3 separate regions of the Zea mays genome follow, and regions 1 and 2 are each linked to region 3. Evidence: chromatin contacts called from public Hi-C data. All regions are on one chromosome and are shown on one strand. Each heading gives the region's core, a stretch centred on a gene start, on an enhancer-like site or on the middle of the called end of the contact. The rest is flanking DNA. Distances are from core to core; before and after follow the strand shown.

Region 1 (4,595 bases), core at 1,295-3,794, 190 kb after region 3:
GTTTGTGAGACCTTATGTCGTAATCAACATAGTTTTGGTTGCGTTCTTCCTGTTCTTGCTTGTGTTCTTGATTGTGCTTGCAGGGATAAGCCTTCGTGGTGAGGTCACTCATGTGTTACGGGTGATAACCAACGGTGCAGTGGTGTAGTGATTGTGAGGAGCCGTTTGCTCGGAGGCTTGGATCATCAATGTCGAGATCTTCACCCAATCAAGTTATCGCACCTCACGGAAGAATGAGCCTCGCCCTCTATCACACACACCAAGCATTGGTCCTTGATTTCTCAAAGGAGCTATTTTTGAATTAGTTGGTTATTCTTATTCAGATTACGCCGGTTGTAAAATTGATAGAAAAAGTACATTCGGAAAGTGCCATTTGTTTGGGAGATCATTAGTGTGACTTAACGTGGCTGAAACCAAATTTGTTTGGTTACCCTACCTAATTTTGTTTGTTGTTCAGTGGTTTACCGTACCTAATTTTGTTTGGTGCAGTCAGGTTAGGTCACTCCACAGTCCTGATACGAGACGTCTCCGTTGCCATTCTAATTTGTTTCTCGGATTATATTGGTTCATGATGCAACTTTCCAATAATAGTTAACAACTTTTCACCCGATTCACCAATGTACCATGTGAAAGCTTCCACTCATGGCGTTTTCAATCAAACTGTTTTTTGATAGGTGACAACCTGACAGCGACCTTGATCGTGTACTACACACATGGGCACATGGCGTCACACGTCGCTGGCGGCGCATTCCTGAACGACTTTCTTGCTTCTGAGATCGTCGACGAGCTTCTGTAGCGCGGCGAGGGCACCGTCGCCGTCGCACCCCATGAACACCTCCGCGACATCGGCCGGCGTCAAGTGCACCTCCTCCAGCAACACCTCCGCCTCCCCGACCAGCTCCTCGTACCTCTGGTCACCATTAGCCGGTTCGTGATCGCCGCCGCCGGGAGTGCCGCAGTCTCCGAGGTAGTTCTTGGCGAGCACGCGCAGCGCGGGGCCCTTGCAGTAGCCGAGCTCGATCTTGCGGTCCATCCGGCCGGGCCGCAGCAGCGCCGGGTCGAGGCGGTCGACGTGGTTGGTGGTGAACACGATGAGGCGCTCCCCGACGCAGGACGACCAGAGCCCGTCCACGAAGTTGAGCACGCCGGACAGGCTGATCTTATCCCCGTACATCCCTGGCCCTCCCATCGGTGGGAATCGCGACAAGCTGAGATGGCGCGGCGGCGCAATGTCCCGCTCGGCGTCGTCGGCGGCCTTCGTCCGGTCGAGGAGGCCGAGGGAGCAGTCGATGTCCTCGACGACGATCAGCGACATGGGGCGCGTGCAGGCGAGTAGCCTCCGGAGGTCGGTGTTGGACTGCACCGCGGTGAGCTCCAGGTCGTAGATGTCGAACTCGAGGAAGTTGGCGATGGCCGCGATGAGGCTGGTCTTGCCGGTCCCCGGCGGGCCGTGCAGCAGGTAGCCGCGCTTCCAGGCGCGGCCGGCGCGCGCGTAGTGGTCCCGCCGGCGCACGAAGCGGAGCAGGTCGGAGCGGATGCCGTCGCGGAGCGCCGGGTCGACGGCGAGCGTGTCGAACGTGGACGGGTGCGCGAACGGGTGCGACGACCACAGCATCTCGTGCGCGTCCGGCCCGCCGCAGCCGCCGTAGTTGTTGGTGTAGAGCTTCCGCTCCCGCGTCTTGAGCCGCAGCCTGGCGGCCATGTCGAGGACGTGGGGGATGTATGCGTCGCGCACGACGTCGCGGTGGCGGCGCGGGAACTGGAGGACGAGGCACCGCTGCTGCTGGTGCCCGCCGCCGACCGGGTAGCTGAACCCACGCGACCAGCCTCCTCTCCCGCCCCCGCCGCCGCCGAACCCGGACGGGGAGTAGGCGCCGCTCGACTCCGCGCGCCGCGACGCCCACAGGACGCGGACCCCGCGGAACGTGTCCCGCGCCGTGTGGTCGTCCGGCAGCGACGCCACCACGTCGCCCGCGCCGTGCGCCTTGTGGAGGTGCAGCGCGGGGGCCGACGCGAGGCAGCGCGCGCCGAGGTAGAGCTGCGCCGCGTCGTAGAGCTCGTTGGGCACGCCGTTGGCGTCCGTCTCGTGGACCACGATGGTGTCGGACGGCTGGGCGAAGGCGGCCGCGGCGCACGCCAGGAGCGCCCGCAGCGCGCCGTGCGCCTCCGGCGGGAGCACGTCGCGCACCGCCGTGCGCACCACCACGGCCGTGGCCACGAGCGAGCCCAGGGAGCTCCAGCTCAGAGCCACCGTCCTCATGTGCCGCCGCTCGCGAAGGTCCTTTCCTCTGGCAGTGACGTGTGAATGTACCAATAATTAATGGTGTATGTTTTGTGAATGCGATTTGTCCCCTTGCAGTCGCTTATGAACTATGATATGATTTGAACCGTCCGTGTCATTTCGTGAGAATATATAGCTTCTCGGAACCGACTTGCCAATGGCTCGGCGTTATGAATTGGTACCAGTAATAAAACTGAACTGTGCTCGAGTTTCCCGATCAAAAACCGATGCGCCGACCGCCGAGTGATGAGTTTGACTTTGGCGAACATTTGCCCGCTGTTCGGATGAACCGAGCAAAATACGATCCCATCCCCCGCGCTTAAAAAATATATCGGAACGTGATTGGTAGTAGTTGTTAGTGCGTGGAGCATGGATAAGACCAGTCATTTGTACCTATCGAAAGGGAAGGGTCCCAATTGCAAAAGGAATCAAGCATCAAGCTAGCACGCGCCAAAAAACACGAGCAGCTACAGGTTCAAGCCTTGAACCGTGATGGCCAAGCAACTGGTGCGCCTACTCTATTATACAAGTACTAGCAAGTGGGCCACGAATATTTTTAGCATTACAGTATACTATCCCGTCAAAAAAAAAAGAAAGAAAGATATAGTATGGTTGGATATAATATGCTTCATGTGAACTAAACAATCGTGATTGTTAATTGAAATGACGGTTCAACAAAACAAAGTGCGTTTTAAGTATTACCTCTACCCGAACACAAAAAAACTTCTATATGCATTTCCATCAAATATATATATATTTCTATGTGCAATTCTTGGTTAACATGCCTAAAATATAGATCACAATAGTCATGCTTATGACACCAAATAAAAATGGTGTGCAAATATTGGTAAAATTGTTGTACAATCAAGCTTTTCGTGCGTTTAAACTACCAGAGATTATGAAAAAAATCTGAAAACATTTACATATGTACTTCATTGTGCAGATTTGCATGGAAAACAAGAGCAAATTGAAATTCTATGTTAGAGAAGACCCTTGTTGACTTGTTACATGAACACAATACACCTGAATATGAGGGTAACAATGGTTGGACACCTAATGCATGGAACAAGATTGCCTAGGAATTTCAAGAGAGAGAAAGATATGCGGGTTTCTCAAAAGTTCAAATCCAAGAAAAGGAAAAAAGAGTCAAAGAGAGATTACAAGATGTTGGAAGATGCAAGGAAACAATGCGGAGTTTCTTGGGATGAGAGGTGTATGATTCAACCTGATCCACAGATATGGGACAACATAATCAAAGTAAGTTTATTTCACCAATGGTCGTTACATTTCATAGTAGTGTATATGACTATAAAAATAGTACCGATATGGATTATCACCTTCCCTGTGTATTTATCAGACTCCTTGGGAGTTTTCAACTAGCACCATTTGACCCTTGGCATTAGCGCGTTGATGTTCTCTTAGGTGTTGCTTGTTGTAAACACGGTTGTTGCTCATGATATTCATTGCAGGAGCTTCCAGGCTTAAAAAGACATATTTCTTTTATGTGATCTCCAATCTACAGGCATTCTGTTCTGGCAATTAGGCTAGTGGGTGGTGAACAAGCCCGACGAGCCATTTCAGTTATTTGACTTGCAATAAATATACATATTTATGTTATTTGACTTGCAATAAGTGTACATTTTTATTTTTAAGTAAATAAGTTGTTTGGATGAGAAACTTACATAATTGCCAGTTTTATACATATAAAAAGATGGCACCAATCTTCCGCTTTATCTTTTATTTTTTTACTTTATTGTGCAGTCATTTTTAAAGGCTATGAAATTGCGCTATAATTTTTCCCTCTGTTTGAACCTTTGTGAGAGCTACTTGATGGTTCGTTTTACCATGTCATATCCCTTTTACTAATATCTATTCTTATTCACCATTGTCGTACCCTAAAACTAGGGTACCCCTTACTGCTGTATAAACGCAGTACCCACGCGGCTATTTTTAGTCGCGTGGTAAAAGAGCTGTATGTGGGACCAGGCCATGACTCGCCCCATACTCGGGCGACTACTCTAGGCCAACAACAGCACCTGACCCCACTACATGGGCGGGTCCGGTACCGCCACGTGTCCAGAGAAAGCGGCATATTCTGAGGCATCACCAGTGAGTCCGGACCCCATGGAAAAGTGTCGGACCCCTGTATATACGGTCCGGGCCTCCAAGTTTGGTCCAGGACCTCCACGTGTGCGAACCGGACCCCTGGAATGGATCCGAACCTCCCTGTATAGGGTCCGAGCCGCCCACAGTGGGGTCCCAGGGTCCCAGGACAGAACATACCCGGGCCCCCAGGCGGGGGTCCGGTGCCGAC
Region 2 (4,747 bases), core at 1,524-4,023, 130 kb after region 3:
CCGGCCTGACAGAAAGACAGCGCCGCCTGCGCCGCTCCGACTGCGGTGCCACTTGACAGAGTGAGGCTGACAGGCAGTTAGGCCCGACCGTAGGCACCATAGGAAGCTCCGCTTCGCCCGACCCAGGGCTCGGACTCGGGCTAAGCCCCGGAAGACGGCGAACACCGCTCCGCCCGACCCAGGGCTCGGACTCGGGCTAAGTCCCGGAAGACGGCGAACTCCGCTCCGCCCGACCCAGGGCTCGGACTCGGGCTAAGTCCCGGAAGACGGCGAACTCCGCTCCGCCCGACCAGGGGCTCGGACTCGGGCTAAGTCCCGGAAGACGGTGAACTCCGCTCCGCCCGACCCAGGGCTCGGACTCGGGCTAAGTCCCGGAAGATGGCGAACTCCGCTCCGCCCGACCAGGGGCTCGGACTCGGGCTAAGTCCCGGAAGACGGTGAACTCCGCTCCGCCCGACCCAGGGCTCGGACTTGGGCTCAGTCCCAGAAGACGACGAACTCCGCTCTGCCTGACCCAGGGCTCGGACTTGGGCTCAGCCCCAGAAGACGACGAACTCCGCTTCGCCCGACCCCAGGGCTCGGACTCCGCCCTGGCCTCAGCCGACGGTCTCCGCCTCGCCCGACCCAGGGGCTCGGACTCGACCTCGGCCACGGAAGACAGACTCGACCTCGGCTTCGGAGGAGCTTCCACATCGCCCAACCTAGGGCGCAGACCAGCCACGTCAACAGGAGGCGCCATCATCACCCTACCCCAAGCTGACTCGGGCCACGGGGAATAAGACTGGCGTCCCATCTGGCTCGCTCCGCCAGATAGGCAATGATGGCGCCCCGCATACTCTGTGACGACGGCGGCTCCCAGCCCCCTTACGGAAGCAAGAGGACGTCAGCAAGGACTCAACAGCTCCGACAGCTGTCCCTCCGCCAGGCTCCAGCGCTCCTCCGACGGCCACGACATCACACCAACTGGGTGCCAAAATCTCTCCGGCTGCCACAACGGCATGTACTTAGGGCACTAGCTCTCCTCCGCTAGACACGTAGCACTCTGCTACACCCCCCATTGTACACCTGGATCCTCTCCTTACGCCTATAAAAGGAAGGACCAGGGCCTCTTAGAGAGGGTTGGCCGCACGGGGACGAGGACGAGACAGGCGCTCGCGTGAGGCCGCTCGCTCCCTCTCCCGTGTGGACGCTTGTAACCCCCTACTGCAAGCGCACCCGACCTGGGCGCGGGACGAACACGAAGGCCGCGGGATTTCCACCTCTCTCACGCCCATCTCCGGCCACCTCACTTCCCCCCTTCGCGCTCGGCCTCGCGCGCGACCCATCTGGGCTGGGGCACGCGGCGACATTTCACTCGTCGGCTTAGGGACCCCCCCGGTCTCGAAACGCCGACAAAAACATTATTCAAACAAAAGAAATTGCATGCAAGGCTCTTTTTTAAATACTACTCACTCTATCAAAAAATATAATTCAGGAATCTCGTTGATAATTATTTGCTACTACACATTGTGCAAAAGTGGCAGGTAGGCTTTGGGAGAGATGTAGTAGATATTTTTACTGTAACAAATATGGACATAAACACACATGTGGTGTAGTGGTAGCTACGAGCACATTTGCTTGAGAGGTCGCAAGTTCAAATCCAAATGGGCCCACATTTGTGTTTTTTTAATTTAATTTTAGCTAGGCGTGTGATGCACGTGGGAATGAGAATGAGATTTGCGGGAGGGGGGAGAATGAGAAAGACACTGCGGGAGGGGGTAATTCAATTTTAGCTAGGCGTGTGATGCACGTGGGAATGAGAATGAGATTTGCGGGAGGGGGAAGAATGAGAAAGACAGTGCGGGAGGGGGTAATGGGAATGGTAGAACACTGGCAGAACACGGAATGGGAATAGGAGGGGAGAATGAGAATGACAAAACATGGAATGACAGCCTACCCCTTACCGCCTTAATAAGTAGTAGAGAGTAATATTTTTTACTTTAATTAGTAGATAACAATCAGTACTACAAATATGGTATTACCTTTATTTTTAAACAGTTGATGTGGGGTAGTTCATTGTCTAACTAAAAAGCGTCAAATGAAGAAAAACGGAGAAAGTAGTAAGTCTAATAGCTAAAATAAGGAGCTAGTATAGTGCGGTCCAGTCCACCGAGCACAGCTAGCTAGCAGCCCTCTGACGAGTGCGAAGCTACGCACAGACTGCTCCCGGGCGACGGCTCTAGCTCCCCGTCCGGTTCTCTCCACATTGCGGCGCGGCGGGTGATCGGCGACGGCGACGGAGGCACGGAGCCACACAAAGCAAGCGCGCAGCCTTTCGCAAGTGACAAACATAGCATGTCTGCAGCGCACGTTTATGGTCGACAAGCGTAGGTGCTAGAGCTAGAGCGCAGGAGCGTTGCTACCACCATACAAAGGTCAGGTGGCTGTCAAATGATTCCTCTGCTGTTTGTTTGTCCGCGTTGTGCCGCGTCAGAAATGGACCGCTACGTACCTTTTTCCGCTTTGGCCCGTTGCGTTCAGGCGGGCTCTCCCCGTCCCCGTACGTCCACCTCCGTCTTTCTCCATCCAGCTCGCCGCCATCATCCATATCATATCACCTCACCGCCACACCTCGGCAGGGCAAGTCGTTTGCCACCCAGGCCAACCCTCTGCCGCCGCTACGCCACCGCACGTCCATCCCTCGCCGACACGTCTCGCACGCTGACGGGCCAACCCACTCCACCCCGAGTCCGGGCATAAAAGCAAGCACCCTAACACACACTCTCTACTTCCACCCCGGACCGACAAAGCAGAGCACGCGCTGGCAGCCAAGTGCACACAGACACGTCTCTCTGTTCGTTCTCAGCTTGCTATAGCAACCTCTAGTAGGTAGCCATGGAGATGGTCCTGGACTGGCGCTCGCTGGGCTCCCTGCTGGCGACCGTCGTGGTGTTCCGCACCGCGCTGCGTAACTTCCTGCCGCCGGAGGCCGAGATGCTCCTGCGCCGCTTCCTCGCGTGGGTCGCCGCCGCGTTCCGCCCGCCCAGCGACACCATCCTCATCGACGAGGCGGACGGGCCCACGGGGAGCGCCAACGACCTCTACGAGTCGGCGCAGCTCTACCTCAGCGCGCGCTGCCTCGCCACCGCGCCCGCCGTGCGCCTGCACAAGCCGCGCCAGTCGCCGCGCCCCGTGGCGTCGCTCCCGGACTCGCACACCACCGACGACACCTTCCGCGGGGTCCGCGTCAAGTGGACCTCCACCACGCGCACCGTCGACCGCAGCGGCAGCGGCGGCGGCGGTAACCCGTACAACATATTCGGCCGCGGCGGCGACCAGCGCGGCCTCGAGCTCCAGTTCCCGCGCCAGCACCGGGACCTCGTCCACCACCACTACATCCCGCACCTCATCGACGAGGCCACCCGGATGCGGCTCAAGTCGCGGGAGCGCCGCCTCTACACCAACCGCGCCACGGGGCCCTGCGACGACCACCACCGCCTCTGGACGTCGCACGCCTTCGCGCACCCGTCCACGTTCGACACGCTGGCGCTCGACCCGGCGCTGCGCGACGAGGTCCGCGCCGACCTGCTGCGCTTCGCCGCGCGCCGGGACCACTACGCGCGCGTCGGCCGCGCCTGGAAGCGGGGGTACCTGCTCCACGGCCCGCCCGGCACGGGCAAGACCAGCCTCGTCGCTGCCATCGCCAACCTGCTCGACTTCGACGTCTACGACCTGGAGCTCACCACGGTGCCCACCAACTCCCACCTCCGCCGCCTGCTCGTCTCCACCACGCCCAAGTCCGTCGTCGTCGTCGAGGACATCGACTGCTCCCTCGACCTCTCCGACCGCAACAAGAAGACAAAGAAGGGTGCTGGCGTCGGCGTCGGCATCGGCACCGCCGGCGACGAAGACGCCGCAGCACAGCTCGCCGTCATGTCGGTGTCGCCGGTCGCGGCGGCCGTGATGGGGCGCGAGTCCGTCAGCCTCTCCGGGGTGCTCAACTTCGTCGACGGGCTCTGGTCGTCCTGCGTCGGCGAGCGCCTGATGGTGTTCACGACCAACCACCCGGAGCGGCTCGACCCGGCGCTGCTCCGCCCGGGCCGCATGGACCGCAAGATCGAGCTCGGCTACTGCACGCCGCCCGCGCTGCGTGTGCTCGCCAAGAACTACCTCGGCGTCGGCGACGAGGGCTGCGACGACGCCGACGCGGACCCCGACACGGTCAACGCCCTCATGGCGGAGGCCGAGGGCCTGCTCGCCGCCGCCGAGGTGCAAATCACACCCGCCGACATCGCCGAGGTGTTCATGGGCTGCGACGGCGCGGGCGCCGCCGCCGCGCTGAGGAAGCTCGTGGGCGAGCTGCGGCGGAGGCGGGATGCTGCTGCCCTTGCCACGGCCGTAGCACCGCCGGAATAAAACCAGCCAGGGATCCTACGTAGCGCGCCACCATGCATAGCTGCCTAGTCAGCTTCCATTACTTTGATGCTAGGTGGTTTATTTATTGAGTCGTGACGGTGCAATGCGAAGTGTCGTGTGTCAGGTGTTTCCCTTCTCATTTAGTTTGGGTTCGTGTTTTTGTGTCGTGCTAGTACGTACGGATCCCGTAGGCTAGGCAGCCAATAAGCCAATAATGGACGCTGATTACCCAGGCACAACAATACTGTTATATGACAGAGCTCGCCCATTGCATGCACCAGTGGTTTCATTTTCAGCGCATAGGTGTAAAGTGCCGAAAGGCAAGGCCGGCTGGATCGTGACTAAAGGCTGT
Region 3 (4,286 bases), core at 836-3,335:
AAGGAAACATACTTGCATTTTATTATGGCAAAACTCATAGTGTTGAATGCTTAACAAGCAAACGACAAGCACTGCCTTTAGGTTTGCTTTGCTTCAATGTAATAAAACTTTTATCTGTCTCTAAGGGTTGTTTCTAATACCTAACACTTTACTGTATAAGTTCATCAATGAAGTGCCGCTCCAGTGTGACACATATGATAGTGAGTTATATATATTCACCATGATTATCAATTTCTGTGTTTTTACCATTTGTGTTATATACCATTTTTATGACTAATGTACGTAATGTTGCTCTATGTTCATGAACAATTGTACTTCTATTATTTTCTATGTACGCATGGTAGAGTGCCCCACAGGGCGTGGCTTTTCTAGTAGTATTATTAACCGACATGTATTTTTAAGGGGTTGTCAAAGTTTGCAACGTCTAAGTGAATCTTGCCACACTTTTACATATCATTAACAAGTGAGACCTACGCAGCTTGAGGAAAATCTTGTCACAACTGCGGCTACAAACCAAACACATATCTAACTCGGTCAGACCTTAGGATGGTGGCAACACGATTGAGAGTGTGGGCGAGAGAGCGCTCCTATCACCGGGGTCGGGGCGAGAGCGAGCCGGTGGGCGACGCTGCGACCGCCCGACGAGAGTGGGTGATATCGCCTCACTCTCGTCCGTGTTGGAGCGTGCCCTCGAGCAAGGACAGGTGAGAGGCGAGTGATGTGTTGGCAGAGGTGAGACACTTGCGAGAGTGAGGTGGTGGGTTCTGATTGGTCTAGATGGTCACGTCATCATCACGTGTGCAAGCCGTTTTCAACTGTTTGGAGTCCAAAAAACATGAATTTTGTTTTTGCAGTAAGTCACAAATTTTATCCCCAATCCTTGTAGTATGTTGGAGGAAGATGAGGATGGGATTGAGGACTCCGATTAGATGTATATAATTTTTTATTTGTCATGCACTTTTATTTTAATTACTATGCACTCCGTAATTTTTAATTCAATAAAAAATTAGTACGTTGTGTGATTTGTAAGCATCAAAACGAATCTACGTGAATTACTTAATTCTGAAATAGAAAAGCTGATGTGACTATGGGTCACGGATAAGAGTGAAGCAAAGAACTAACGTGGTAGTGGTGAGTATAGATGTTCAAATGGGTGGGACGTGCCGGCCCGAGCACGGTTAGGCCCAACACGGATTGGGATCGTGCCTGCCCGACCCGGATTAGTTAGCGAGCCGTGTCGTGCCGACCCACGGGCCCCAAGCGAGGCCCAGGCACGACCCGCTAGATCAATAATCGTGCCGGACCCGCCCATGACCCGATGGGCCTATCAGGCCAATAACAACATATGACATTTAAATGATAAAAATATCCTAAAAGTATGCATATTTGAGGGTTAAACCATATTTATTAGCTCTAAACATTTATTTACACCCACAACCAACAAAAACAAATGTTTCTTTTGTTTTATACTCTATATTCAAGTATAATATATGTATTTATACAAAAAATAGAAAAAAAAATAAAAACGGGCCGTGTCCGAAATCCGGCACGGGTTTGGCCCGACACGAACCTGGCACGGCCCGGTGATCGGGTCGAACTGGCACAGGCCCGGTTCACTACGTACCGTGCCAGGTTCGGAAAAAAGTTCTTTACATACCGGATGTAAAAGAATCTCTTTTACAGCCCCTCACATATACCAGATGTTGTTCCATATAAATAGAAGAAAAACAAATTACTAAAGAGTTTTTTTGTAAATTTTAATCTGTGTTTGTGGGCCTTCGAGTGGTGGATGTGAGAGGTTGTAAAAGAATTTTCTTCCGTCAGATTCGTGTCGGATCAAACTCGTGCTAGGTTTGGGACCGCCCGATAAGTCCGGCCCGTCTAGACATCTAGAGCGGTGAGAGAGGGATAGTGCACTGTCAGCAGCCTTAAACGTGATAAAAAATAGCCAAACAAGCCAGATCATCACTAGCATATGCAGGTATGCTGGCGCGTATGGGCATCGGAGAAGGCCCATTAAAAGCCCAACTACAACCAAGCGAACGTATAACTACGGCCACCAGTCTTCTCCCACTCCCAGTGCCAGCCGCCTTGCGCTTGCCCTCTCTGCGACGACTGGGTGCGCCGCCGCCGCCGCTGTCCTACGTCAGGTGTCGAAGCCTTCGCCGGCGAAGAGCGCTCACCAGGTATCCCCCCCCCTTATTTTCCCTGTCCTGCTGTGCCAGAGCGAGTTTTCAAGCTATTTGACTATTTGATGCCTGCTCCCAAAGATTATCCATCTACTAGATTCACCCCTGGTGGAGGAGGAGAAGAAGGTAAGCGAAGATGCTACGGCGGAACATACGTCAGCGTCGGGAGTACCTGTACTCCAAGAGCCTCGAGGGCCCCCAGCGGGCGCTGTTCGAGAAGAAGCGCCGGATCCGGGCGGCGCTCGAGGAGGGCAAGCCCATCCCCACCGAGCTCCGCAACGAGGAGCACGACCTGCGGAGGCAGATCGACCTCGAGGACCAGGAGCGTCAAGGTGCGCTGTTGCCGTATCCCCTCCTCCATTTGTTGTAGGGCGTGAGAGGTTTGCATCGTCGTTTGTGTCTGGTTAATGATGTGTTCGCTTACTCTGTTGTTGTGTGGATCGGTGAATGGGTGTGCTGCAGTTCCCAAGAGCATCGTTGACAACGAGTACGCTACTGCCACCATTCGGGAGCCCAAGATACTATTGACCACTTCTCGCAATCCTAGCGCGCCCCTAACTCAGTTTGTTAAGGTATGCTTTTGTTTTTCTGGATGGAAATTTCTAGACGCTTTCCGTGGGTCCAAATGATGCATTGCATTCAGGCTTTCAGCTAAACCGACCTTTCTGGTTCTTTTGCTGTGCCTAGGAGCTCAAGGTTGTCTTCCCAAACTCACAAAGAATGAACCGTGGTGGACAGGTATAAGATGCTCTTTTGTTTATGCCACATATATCAACAGTTCTTGTTGTGAATCCTTTGCAATAAATTAAAACTTAGGTCTATGATGTTTAGGTAGCGAACATATTGCCACGCACAATTCGTGTGCTTTAGTGTATCCTGCACTCTAGTATTTTGTTTCTCTTTGTTATTGTTGTTGTTCACTCTCCCATCTGTATTTTTCGCAGGTCATATCAGAAATTGTGGAGGCCTGCCGCTCACATGATATAACAGATCTTATTCTGGTCCATGAACACCGTGGTCAACCTGATGGTTTGATTGTCTCCCATCTACCACATGGTCCAACTGCATACTTTGGGTTGCTCAATGTGGTAAGTGTGCTTATCGGTTTTTGAAGTATATATATTCTGAGCTGGTGCTGGCCATAAGTGTACAGATTACAGAATGAGTGCAGAGTGCCCACACTTGGTTGTATCCTGAGGCTTTGTTGTTGTGTGCAGGTGACACGTCATGATATCAAGGACAGGAAGACGATGGGCAAAATGTCAGAAGCTTACCCCCATTTAATACTGGACAACTTCTCAACCCAGGTGGACCATACATGCATTGTTTCATATGCACAGTTTTTTTAGTTTGCCCTCGCGCCTTATCTTTGTTGTCATAGCGTCTTGTTCACCATGTGTGCTTGAAAAGTAAGTAAACTGAGTAGTTTGGTTGAAAATGCTGCAGTGTGTGTGTGTCGGGGGGGGGGGGGTGTTTTTTTGTTTATCTTATTCCTTATCAGCTTGGAAGAAGGATGTCAATGCAGCCATTACGAACTGGGGGATCCTGTGATGATTGGTTCTAATCTGAGAACTTTTCAAGAGCTGTTCTCCCTTGTACACATACTAAGTATTAGTTGTACTACCTTTGACTCCACCTTGTTAGGCATACATTACTAGTTTGATGATGACCTTATCTGAATATTCCTCTCAATAATAAGCTGCTGAGCCCTCCCAGTTCTGCAATCTACTGCTTCTGTTACATTTTTCTCTAGGACATTTTCCGCTTCCGCTGCTGTTTCCAAACATGTTCACTGTTTTGTTTTGTTTGCCTTGTCTGTATTGCTCAATGTTTGATTTAACAATAGTTCCAATCCAAAATATTACTGCTGCTCACATTGAACAAAATGTTGAATGTAAACAAGTGTTCAAACTACAGTTTATACTTTTCTTACTACCTTGTGTGGCTGCCATGATGGACTTCTCGTTAACCTGAGACATAGTATGAGGATCGAATCTATCCATTCAAAGACTAACTGAGCAGCGTTGATTCTAAAGATGTAACAAGTTGCAGGTTCTTGCGTTTGTTTGTGACTATTTTCATTCGTTTTTTAGCCTA

Evidence for each region. A called contact is a pair of places that touch in the nucleus more often than the background predicts.
Region 1: a contact with region 3 is called in a Hi-C map of tassel, with 5 times the contacts expected there. The contact joins the promoter of LOC103626381 here to the promoter of LOC100216667 in region 3. A contact is called at or near these places in 5 of 25 Hi-C or Micro-C datasets (ear, endosperm, leaf and 1 more).
Region 2: a Hi-C map of tassel shows a contact between it and region 3, with 2.9 times the contacts expected there. The contact joins the promoter of LOC100283346 here to the promoter of LOC100216667 in region 3. A contact is called at or near these places in 7 of 25 Hi-C or Micro-C datasets (bundle sheath, ear, leaf and 1 more).

The regions. Positions count from the first base shown.
Region 1 is chr5:56,312,160-56,316,754 of Zm-B73-REFERENCE-NAM-5.0, reverse strand. It overlaps LOC103626381 (AAA-ATPase At3g28580), which reads right to left and starts at 2,544. Exons shown (of 1, transcript XM_008646782.4): 1 at 532-2,544. The coding sequence starts at 2,260. The coding sequence ends at 728.
Region 2 is chr5:56,375,784-56,380,530 of Zm-B73-REFERENCE-NAM-5.0, reverse strand. It overlaps LOC100283346 (cell Division Protein AAA ATPase family), which reads left to right and starts at 2,773. Exons shown (of 1, transcript NM_001156247.2): 1 at 2,773-4,669. The coding sequence starts at 2,875. The coding sequence ends at 4,395.
Region 3 is chr5:56,503,890-56,508,175 of Zm-B73-REFERENCE-NAM-5.0, reverse strand. It overlaps LOC100216667, which reads left to right and starts at 2,085. Exons shown (of 9, transcript NM_001143076.2): 1 at 2,085-2,186; 2 at 2,271-2,521; 3 at 2,652-2,761; 4 at 2,877-2,927; 5 at 3,134-3,277; 6 at 3,407-3,496. The coding sequence starts at 2,326.